Linked DNA regions of Siniperca chuatsi: region 2 is linked to region 1. A link is a contact called in public Hi-C data. All regions are on one chromosome and are shown on one strand. The core of a region is the stretch at or near the end of the contact, and the rest is flanking DNA. Distances in the headings are between cores, read along the strand shown. Region 1 holds the start of slc3a2b (solute carrier family 3 member 2b). Region 2 holds the start of heatr4 (HEAT repeat-containing protein 4).

Region 1 (5,385 bases), core at 1,078-3,577:
TAAGTTGTTTAACTCAAACTAACAAACGTATATTAACTAACTGGTGGGTAAGTAGGAGAGACATCAGTCATGTTCGAGGTGCGTGGATGAGTGAGAATATGGTGTAATGCATGAGGAAGAAAGCGGAGGTGGATGCAGTAGGCCCGGCTGAGAGTGACACTACCAGAACGGCAGTCCTCACTGTGCTGTTTTGGAAGCCCAGCCCCGATGGGCAGGTACAAGCAGGCGACCCTCCCAGCAGCGGCGCGCCGTGCCTTTCCACCAGGTGGGGCTACGGCCCGAGAGGTAGCTCTGTGTATTTTGGCCGTAAGCATGCGTTATTTAATATCAATAATGATAATGATGATGATTCCTTGTTAAATAACATTTAATTGGTTGAGTGTAGACTACAAACACACTGCACCCACAAAAAGAATGAATTTAATGTGAGTGTTTGTAAAGTAAAGCCCCGTCACTGGAATAACATCTAACATAACAACATCTACACCGCGAACAGGCTACATGAATTGTTTACCACTTATGGATGAAATTAATCTCAGAATCAGAAATACTTTATTGATCCCCGTAGGGAAACTCTTTGTTACAGCAGCTCGCCTTTACGTCAGCGCACACAGGAGGAAGTACTAGAAAACAATATGATAAACTATAAACACTATAAAACAGGTCAGAAATAAATTAAGTACCAAGTGGGTTTACCGGTTGATGATGAAAGTACAGTATAATAATGCAATGTAACCAAATTAGTAATAAGTAATAAGCAGAGGTGCATGTACTGTCGAGAGTAATAGAGGTATATAATAACAATAAATAAGAAAAACTAACATGGGAAAACTAAATATTACACGGGAGTATTAAACACAGAATATTGCACAATTATTCAAGTATGGCAGAGATGTTAATGATTAATGTCCAGTTTAGAGACTTCGGGTCACACAGACTGACACTTAGAGGGAGGAGTTAAAGAGTCTGATGGCCACAGGCAGGAAGGACTTCCTGTGGCGCTCTGTGGTGCATTGTGGGGGGATGAGTCTTCCGCTGAAGGCGCTCCTTTGTTTGACCAGCGCCTCATGGAGCGGGTGGGAGACGCTGTCCAAGATGGCGTGTAGTTTACCCAGCATCCTCCTCTCTGACACCACCGCCAGAGAGTCCAGCTCCACCCCCACAATGTCACCGGCCTTACGGGTCAGTTTGTTGAGTCTGTAGGCGTCCGCTGCCCTCAGCCTGCTGCCCCAGCATGCAACAGCATACAGGACAGCACCGGCCACCACAGACTCATAAAACATCCTCAGCATCGTCCGGCAGATGTTAATCTGAGCCCTACTGCGCTGGTGCACTTGGCCTGTCAGGTGTCCTGGTTTGAGACTTATGAAGTCTGGTCACTGACAATCTCTAGCAAAAGCTTTTTATTTCTAAGGACGGCGGAGCTCCTGAGGCTGCCGCCCCCCATGGACGTAAACTTTAGTCATTCATTCTTATTTCTCTGTATTTAATCAATGTTTTCACGCATTTGACATAAAATTAAACACTTCCACACACAAAAAACTGTATCAAAACAACATCAAAGTGCCATCATTCCCGATAGCACGTAGTGTTTTTGTCCATGAAACTGTCTCTATCTTCCCGAGCTGCAAAGATGAAGTTTGCTTCATATATTTAAGTGTGCGTTTGGGTCGAACGTTGTTGGCAACCCGAAGGCGACAGTAGTGTGAGTGAATTGTTTGATAGCGTGCGCGAGAATCAAAAACTTAAACAAATTAAATACCATGTTGAAACTTTTGTAGACACACACACACACACACACACACACGCAGGGCATGAGGCTTATGAATTCAAAGTGTCGTCCTGCAGACTTGCTGCCTGCAGGGAAACGTTGATTATCTGTTGCAAACAGGCTTACACTTATACAAAGAAACAGGGAGATCAGAAAGAACATCACGTACTGAGGACAGTACGTATCGTAACGGCCATGAGAGGAGAAGTAGCAGTTGTGGGGAACGACCTGATAATCATCAGGTTATTATTCCTCGTGCATTAATGTAAAAGCAGGATGTTGCTCATGTCGAACTGGTTTTATTAACCCTGATCTTTCCCTAAACCGAACCAAACTTTAACCAGAGCCGTGTCACAGACAGACGATGGCGTCAGATCAGAAAACACATGGACAAACCACATATTTTATCATTTCATTTGGAGGACTTCTCGGGTTAATCCAAGTATTTTGTTCTGTCCTGTCAAGAGAAATATTCATGAGAGCTGGAATAACGGAGACCCATGTGATGATAGAATATATAACAGCATTTTACTGCACCGAGTACTTTTACTTTCAGTACTTTAAGTACATTTTATACCTACATCCTTTTACTTAAGTAAAGGATCTGAATACTGGTTGAGGTTAGAATGGGGGGTTTTCGGACACCATAAATCCAGTTCCCAGATTTCCGACAGCATTGAAAGCAGCATTAGCTGCTGCAGTGTTGCGGTCAGCAGACAGACAGGCAGGCAGGCAGACAGACAGGCAGGCAGACATCACGGACAAGCCTCACGGTGCAGAACAGCTCGGTGCTCTCGTTTCTTTCATTTGATTGATTAGCGGTAATTATGGCCGGTATGAACACGGAGGAGACCAACGTGGAGCTGAAGGATGCGGAGACCAGAGATGCTGAGCCGAAGGATGCGGCGGATGCTGCTGCGGATGCTGACGCGACGGAGGCCGACGTGAGTGAAGCGGATCTGGACCAGGAGGAGCAGGAGAAGCAGCCGATGACCGGAGGAGGAGGAGGAGGTGGTGGAGGAGACCGGGCTGAGGACGCCTCGTCTGCCGGCGGAGAGGCGGCGGCGGCGGCGGCGGAGAAAAACGGCTCCGTGAAGCTGAAGATCCCCGAGGAGGCGGAGGAGGTGAAATTCACCGGGCTGACCAAGGAAGAGCTGCTGAGGGTGGCCGGGACCCCCGGGTGAGGAGCATCGCACAGGCCCGGATACATACATACATACATACATATATATATATATATATATGTATGTATGTATGTATACACACAGTAATTCTGTAGTTCACAGCCACTTTGCATTCACACAGTATGTATTTCAGTGCAGGCTGACCTGGGATCAGCTGGCTCTGACAGGGTGTGGCTCTCTGCATTTTAAGCAACCCAGTCACCAGAATAATAAAATGTGTGCAATATCTTAAATAATCTCAATAAGCTACACTGAACTCGACAGTACATGCACCTCTGCTTATTACTTATTATTTATAATATTAATACATTGTATTATTATTATACTGTATTACCATCATAAACCCACTTGGTACTTCATTTATTTTCTGACCTGTTTTATAGTGTATAATATTTTTTGCTAGTACTTTCTCCTGTGTGCACTGACGTAAAGACGAGCTGCTGTAACAAAGAGTTTCCCTTCGGGGATCAATAAAGCATTTCTGATTCTGAATAAAATGTGGGATGATGCGAGTTATAGGCTACCTGTGCAGAGATTCAACGTATCCGTGGTCCGCAGAAACGTACACTGCCGGCGTTTTATTCTGGCGGCTGAGCTGTTCAAACAAGATCTGAGGCCAGAGTCAACACCGAGACCATTATCAGCTGACATGTAGACTAATACCAGACATGTGATGTGTAGACGTGTAGGTCTAATGAACCGGTAGCCTCCATCTGTAGGCGGGGCAGAATAAAACTCAACAAACCCCACCCTGGAGACACAGCAACACAGTGTTGCATGTGATGATAATGTGTTTAGATATTTCCACTGGGTCAGATCTGTTCTGCTCTTCCTCCATGTTTCCTCAGCTGGGTGCGGACCCGCTGGGCGCTGCTGGTGGTGTTCTGGCTCGGCTGGTTGGGGATGTTGGGTGGAGCCGTCCTCATCATCCTGCAGGCTCCTCGCTGCAGAGATCTGCCCGCCACCAACTGGTGGAACGACGGCCCGCTGTACCAGATCGGAAACATCCAGGCTTTCACCGACAGCCGCAACCTGAAGGGTGAGAACATCCAGCGTTCGCACGGCATTCTGGGAGATTAGTTCAACATCTGTAAGAGAGACCAACAGCAGTTTAAGGGGGGGGGGTTACTTAACTCACCCTTCTTCAAAATAACTGTTGGTGTAATGTTGCTGACTACGTGTCTGCAATAAAGCAGAAGTAAAACACAGTTTGAACACCATGCTGAATGCTAACTATATAGAGCTGAGGTTAGCTTCTGGTTAGCTTCTCTCAGTGTATTTGGTAGGTGTATGTTTAGCCGTGCTAACAGCGCGGCCGTATGGATGTTAATGTCGGTCTGCTGGACTGTGATGAAACGTGCTTCATCGTTCATGCTCCCCTCAGGATGAACTGTAATAACTCTGCTGATCCTCTGACTTTCCATCTAGCGCCACCATCAGGTCGACACGTTAACGTGTCCGACACTTTGGTTTCTGACCGAATACCTGCAGAGCTGATGCCGTTCCCATCAGCCTCAGCTGTACTCTGCGTTTACTGCTAATCAGCTAATGTTAGCATGCTAACACGCTAAACTAAGATGGTGAAAATTATACCTGCTAAACATCAGGATGTTAGCATTGTCATTGTGAGCTGATATTAGCATTTAGCTCAAAGTACAGCCTCACAGAGCTGTTAGCATGACTGTAGACATAGCCAGGCTAGCTGTTTCCCCCTGCTTACAGTCTTTATGCTAAGCTAGGCTAGCCACGTCCTGACTCCAGCTCTGTATCGAACACAGGCTTGATTCCATCTGAACATCTTCCTCTCTGAAAGAAAGACATAAAGAAACTTTTTTCCAAAATACCTAACTATTCCTTTAAGGACACTGGACAGCTGGAGTTTTCCTGCATTTCGTCTCTGCTCAGTCACAGCTGATGTGTCCTCTTCCTCCTCCTCCTCCTCCTCCTCAGGCCTGGAGCAGAAGATCGGCAGCCTGTTTCAGCTGAAGGTTAAAGGTCTGGTGGTCGGACCGATCCACGTCGCCCCGGCAGACGAAGCCATGAGCCTGAGGTTCGAGGAGATTTCCCCCGAGGCCGGAAACCTGGAGCAGTTTAAAGGCCTCGTCCGGGCCGCTCATAAGAAGGGTGAGGACAAGTATTCATGCAGACGTACATCATGAAACACATCAGGAGTAATTACAGAGTTTCAAACATTCAGGGTTAATTATATACGCGGGTGGATTCTCTCTGATAATGAAGGAATTTTTGATGCTATTTTTCATGATTTACAGGATTATTAATGTAAACAAGCCACATTAAATGACTGGTTACCTTAAATTCTTAATTCTTGTATTAAAATTTTAAATTAAAGGTGCTCAGTTGTCTGTCGTTTAGTTAATTCAGTTCATGAAATTAAATGAGCTGCTTAATAAATACGAGGTTTTAAGATGA
Region 2 (5,664 bases), core at 1,949-4,448, 160 kb after region 1:
CCACCGCGCAGTCATGGGAGAAACTGAGGCCAGCTGCAGCATCAGTCAGAAAGCTCTGGTAGAGATGCTGGGATCTCTGCATCTGGACGGAGCCCGAGACTTTAGAGCCACAACGTGACGAATCCATTTCACCTGCAGGATCTGGATGAAGAGAGAGAAATGGGCAGCGGTGGGAAGAGTACTGAAGATCTGTACTCAAGTAGAAGCACTGTCGCATCACTGAAGTATTATTGCCCGATATCAAGACAGAATTGTCTGAAAAGTCGTTACACTCCATTTCCACCTTCAGTCTGACGTTGCCTCCATTTTAACCGTTTTCAGTGGGGGAGGGGGATTCAAGTTCCCCTAACCAATCACTAGAGACCAACGTATCCGCCTGCAAAAAGGCAGATGGAAGGTTTGGTTATAATTCAAACTGTAGGGCTACTCTAGGGTAGATTACATAGTGTAATGCATACTTAAGTGAGAGTAAAATTACAGGCTTTAAAAAAAATACCCAGATCTGTGAATACCCCCAAAAAACGACTTCATTAAAATCAGGTGGGTAGTTGTAATTCGTTGCCTCCGCAGAGATGACCCTAACTGCTGCACGCCAAGGTGGTTACTCTCTTTAAAATATAATCTGACATTTTTTTAGGGTATGGCCAGGTATGCTTAGGTTTACAGGTCAAATGGTGTGACCCCAGGAAAACATTGACAATTCATCAGAATTACAAAAATGAGTATTTACTTCACGAGGCCATGTGCTTACATAGCTGTCCGTGATAATGCCTGTCAAATTTGTAATTATTTAAACGTCAAATGGTGTCACCATTGAACCCATTTGACTCCTATTACAAGCCTTTCTGCCAGAGGCCAGTTTTGTCAAATGTCAGCAGTTCACGATGCTGATTACAGACGTATTATGAACTAACTAACGAACGTGGAACTATTTTCAACTTTATTATTAAAGCTCTGTAAGGCTAGGATAAAAAATCATTTTTATCCTAGCCTTACAGAGCGTTTTTGAAAAGTTTGAATCCTACTCGTTCTGTCTCTTGATGCAATAGAATCGTTCTTTTGCGGTTACCCCACTCGACATTTTCAGGCGCATTCAGTCTTACCTTTTGTAAAAGAAAAAAAAATGGCGCAAATGTAATTTCAAATGACACGAAACCAACATGCTTTTAAAACAGGTTTTCAAAGGATTTTTAAATTGGTCATCTTGCCCACCCTTAGGCCCTGTTCACACTGCAGGCAAAAGTGGCCCAAATCCGGGGTCACGTTTTCCCGGGTTTTTGGAGTCAAGTGACCAGGTCAGACTTCTTCAGAGGTAGTGTGAACACTCAAATCTTGCCCAGATCTGATTTTTTTTCAAATCAGATTTAGACCACATACATATGTGGTCCTGAATCAGACCCAGACCTGATTTTTTTCAATGTGTGAACAACCAAGGCGGATTTGATGCGACTTTTACGTCAATCTTCGTCGACATTTGTCACAATTATGCGCCGGCGAGTTAGCCCCAGACACAACAGACGCAGACAGTAACATTAAAAACTTGATGGAGCGAGTCAGTGGAGGGAGAGTGAGGTGTTAGACCTAATTAGTACATGGGGAGATACTTCAATTCAAGCTAAACTGGAAGGATCCTACCGTAACCGCTCCGTTTTTGAAGCACATGCTCATTAATGTTACGGCTTCCATTACACAAACATTTTGAAATAAAAGCGACAATGCTTACTTCCTCCATAACCTCCCGAACTTTAGTGCAACAGCGTGCTGCGTCTGATGTCATTGTTATTGTTCTTTTGCGCATGCGGGTTAGTTTGAAACCTCAAACAGTTCACACTGGAATCAGATACAGGCCACATTTTAAAAGGTAATGTGAACAGCCAAACAAAAAATCTGATCTGAGCAAAAAATCAGAAGTGAGCATTAAGACTTGCGGTGTGAACGGGGCCTTATTTGTCTGTGACCCCATAAAGTGATGGTCTGCAGAGAGCCGTGAGACAGGAGTGGGTGGTGCAGATATGCTCCCTCGAACAGACCGTTTTAACAAGTCCTGCAGCGGCTGAGCTAGCTAGCATGCTAACTGGTAGCATGCAAGTGTGGCTTGGTGAGCTACTTTGGCATGCTAATGGTTAAACTGCCAGCCACAGCAGCGTGTGCAAGAGACCCGCAAGCAAACAAACCTAAACCGGACTGTAATGAAAGTACTAAAAATGAAAGCAGCAGTTTAAGTGGATGTTGTTCTGTCTTATAATTCAGGCTGTATAAATCAGGAGTCGCCAAAAGACAGCGGAGGTGTTTTAATTTGAAAAAGCATTTCTTCTTTGGGTGGGTGGAGAACAATGAAATTCAGTTCTCTTTTCAAATCTAAAGATGTTCGGCTTCAGTTCTAAATAAATATCTCGCTATAAAAGGCCGTGTGTGTTATTTATTCCACGTCAAACGGCTAAGCTAAGCCCTGGTGGGAGTAAGTTGAAGAGTGAAAGCGTAGCAGCAAGTTAGCGGTTGAAAAGATGCTGAAACAGCGTCTAGGCTGGGAGCAGACTGAACTCTCACTTTTCAACCTGAATCTAAACTAAACGTCTAAGCGTTTGAACAGATGATTAAAAAAAAAGCAAGTTCAAGTATAAATTCAAGCAATTTATATCTGTAATAAACTAGTATGGGAGGATCTATCTTTGTGTGAGCAGTGAAGCGGAAGCAGACTCACGTCAAGTTTTCTTCAGTGTCAGCTCATCGACCGCTGCCGCTGACCGTTGTCATGGCAACAGGCCGCGATCATCCCGCCTTCCGGGATCAGTTTTTAGCTAAGCTAAGCTAAATGCTAAAACTGCTCAAGTGAAGAGTCAAACGCACCCTCCTGCCGCTCCGGAGCGGCCTCATTTTCACAAGTTGACCGTTAACTTGCTCCGAAGCTGCGAGTCCAAATCCAGCGAGCCTCAGAGGAGGCTGAACTGTGTTTGACCTGACGCCATTTTGAGAGGGCTTCTTCCCTCACCGTCAGCACGTTCCCGCCGCTCTCCGTCTCTACCTGGGCGTCAGGAACACCGGGAAACAGCGGCGGCCAGTAACCGAGAGGCTGCAGTGTTGAACGCTGCCTGTTCTGTGGCATTGTTCCCGCTCTCTCTCTCTTGACTGCGTGGCACCGCCGCCATGGCCGTTACAGCCTCGCCGTTACGCTGATTACGTGAGCGTTAACGTGACGTCACACTGGATTGGTGATTACGTTTGTGTATAATAATAATAATAATAATAATAATGGCCACTTGGCTAAATGTTTATTTCACATTTATCGGTTAAACAATAGGCCGCAGCCCTGTAAATATCTCCGTTTATTCACGAGAGCACTGCGTCACCTTCCTGCTCAGTTGTGATTGGCAGTTGCTTATTGTTCGGGCTGTGTGATTGGCTGTTTGTCTGGGGGGGGGCGAATCCAGCGGTCAAAGTGCTTTGATGTCTCCAGCGGTGGCGGTGGACACCATTTTAGGCCTCGCAGGAGTCCGGCCTAACCCTGCCGACCCCCCCCCCCCTGCACCGCGCCCACCTGTCTGGTAAAAATTCAATTCAATTCACTTTTATTTATCCTCATAAGCTGCGACTCGTAACAGAAGTTACCTCACTGCACTTTTCCTACAGAGCCGGTCCAGACCGAACCCTTTATAATGTTATTTACAGAGACCCAACACATCAAACCACGAGCATGCGCTTGGCGACAGCGGCAAGTGCGCGCTTTATACTCAAAGAGAAACTTTATTACAGTATAATTACAACAGTTTGAATGTGTCGTGCTGTGTATTTCGGTAGATGGTTGCAGAGATAACTAAGGTTGAAAAGTTGCCGTCTTTTTATTTATTTTAAAATGTGTCCTTTTTATCTAATGAGCTCGTTGGTGTGTGGGTTGTGTGCCGAATTCCCCAGCCTAAACCCCCGATTTAAAACAACCCTAATTCACGTTTGTCGAGGTGACAAAAGCAAGACGATTCTAAATTTGTCCGATCTTATCAATGGGATTTGGTTTTGGCGATTTCTCCGCATACAACATAATGGCGTGTTCCGTGGCTGAATTATTCCTAAAAATACAACATTTACACATCCTGTTCACAGTCGGCTCTTTAATCCTTCTCAGCAAAGCGTAGTGTCAGCTGTCTGTCCTTAACTTCTTGAAGCAAAAACAATCCACTGCACACAGTTTGGACAAGACAGCTGTCTGTAGACCGGACTGATTGGGAGACCGTATGGAAAAAATATTCTCTGTGCATCAAGAAATCCAAACCATCAATTAATTAATTTCAAATTCTGTCACAGATTGTACTGGACACCAAAGAAACGCTTCCTCATTAAATGATCTGCAAACCCCCGCTGTAGTTTCTGTCCCTGCCAACAAGAGGGAACATGCATGCGTATGCTCTGGGAATGTGAGAAGGTTTATGAGTTTTGGGGGGAAAGATCTCATCAATAATGTCTGATATGATGATGAAAAGAGATACCAGTGCAACCAGTTGTGCTCCTTCTAATCTAATTCTGTGACATGACTGGACTCTCAAACCTCTGACGATCTTTGTGTTAATTTACGTATTCTAAGTTTCTCATACTGCAGACTGTATCTGTTTCGTTTTATTATTTTTATTTTATTTTATTACGCAGGTGTATATGTGAATGTTATTTTGCTTCTATTGCAATTTTATGTCAAGGATCGATGGCTTGGGGACCGCTGGGGTGGGGGGGTTCAGAGGGTCACCTCCTTGTTTATGTTTTATTCTATGGACAACTTTATACAATAATCAATAAAAAATTGATTAAAAAAATACACCATTTCCAATCCTCGAGGGCAGACAAATGCATATAAGTGAATGCAGCTGTTGTGACTCGTGCTGTGACTCGTGCTGTGACTCGTGCTGTGACTCGTGCTGTGACTCGTGTTGTGTGTGTTTCCCTCCAGGTTCTGCAGACAGACCGCGGCTGCAACAGCGCCCCTCACTCCGTGCACCGGTCGTAGGCTGACACCTGCTGGTGAGTTTGTGGAACTGCACTGACACTTTGAATTAAAAACAAAAGCAGGAAGTAATGAAGCAGGAAGAAACAGCCACAGCTAAAACAGATGTGGACGTAGAGAACAGTTTAAGCACTTGAATAAAAACGAGTCCCGGCCCGTGTTACAGAAACATCTCGACTCTGACACGCTGTGCCGTTTCAGGCACAGCTGGTGGTTTGAATGAGGTGAAAGAGCACTCCCCGTTTGCCCCTGTTTCAGTCCCGATCATGTGGAGGAGTCCAGCAGAGAGACATCCACGTCCTAAGAGCGAGAATCCACCTCCCAAAGCCAGCGTGTGTGTGATCACACCAGCCGCCCTGCGACAAAACAACATGGTGGCGAGCGCACGAAGCTCCGGCTGTATCTGCAGTCCCGGTTCCTGTCCTTCCTGTCGGGGTCGAGCTCTTCAGAAACACGCTGCAGCCCGTGTGTCTCTCTGTCTCGCCCCCACCCCCACCCCGTCTCTCTCTCTGTGTGTGTCCTCGGGGGAGGGTTGCAGCAGCTGTCTGTGGGGGGGCTGCAGGGCCTCTGGGTGGAGGAGGAGCAGTGAGTGAGTCTTTTGTTCCCCGCCCTTCAGCACACCAATCCTGGCCGCCTGACGTAAAGGCTCTTTGCATAGCTTTCCCATAAGACCTGCGAGC

What was found. Hi-C and Micro-C count contacts between places; a contact is called where the count stands out from the background.
Region 2: a Hi-C map of liver shows a contact between it and region 1, with 2.5 times the contacts expected there. The contact joins the promoter of heatr4 here to the promoter of slc3a2b in region 1. A contact is called at or near these places in 2 of 3 Hi-C or Micro-C datasets (liver and skeletal muscle).

Annotation. Positions count from the first base shown.
Region 1 is chrLG15:28,503,728-28,509,112 of ASM2008510v1, forward strand. slc3a2b (solute carrier family 3 member 2b) reads left to right here and starts at 2,328. Exons shown (of 8, transcript XM_044167743.1): 1 at 2,328-2,951; 2 at 3,804-3,994; 3 at 4,906-5,079. The coding sequence starts at 2,599.
Region 2 is chrLG15:28,666,165-28,671,828 of ASM2008510v1, forward strand. It overlaps heatr4 (HEAT repeat-containing protein 4), which reads right to left and starts at 3,199. Exons shown (of 9, transcript XM_044167059.1): 1 at 2,702-3,199. It overlaps LOC122861949 (a long non-coding RNA gene), which reads left to right and starts at 4,802. Exons shown (of 2, transcript XR_006374602.1): 1 at 4,802-5,664.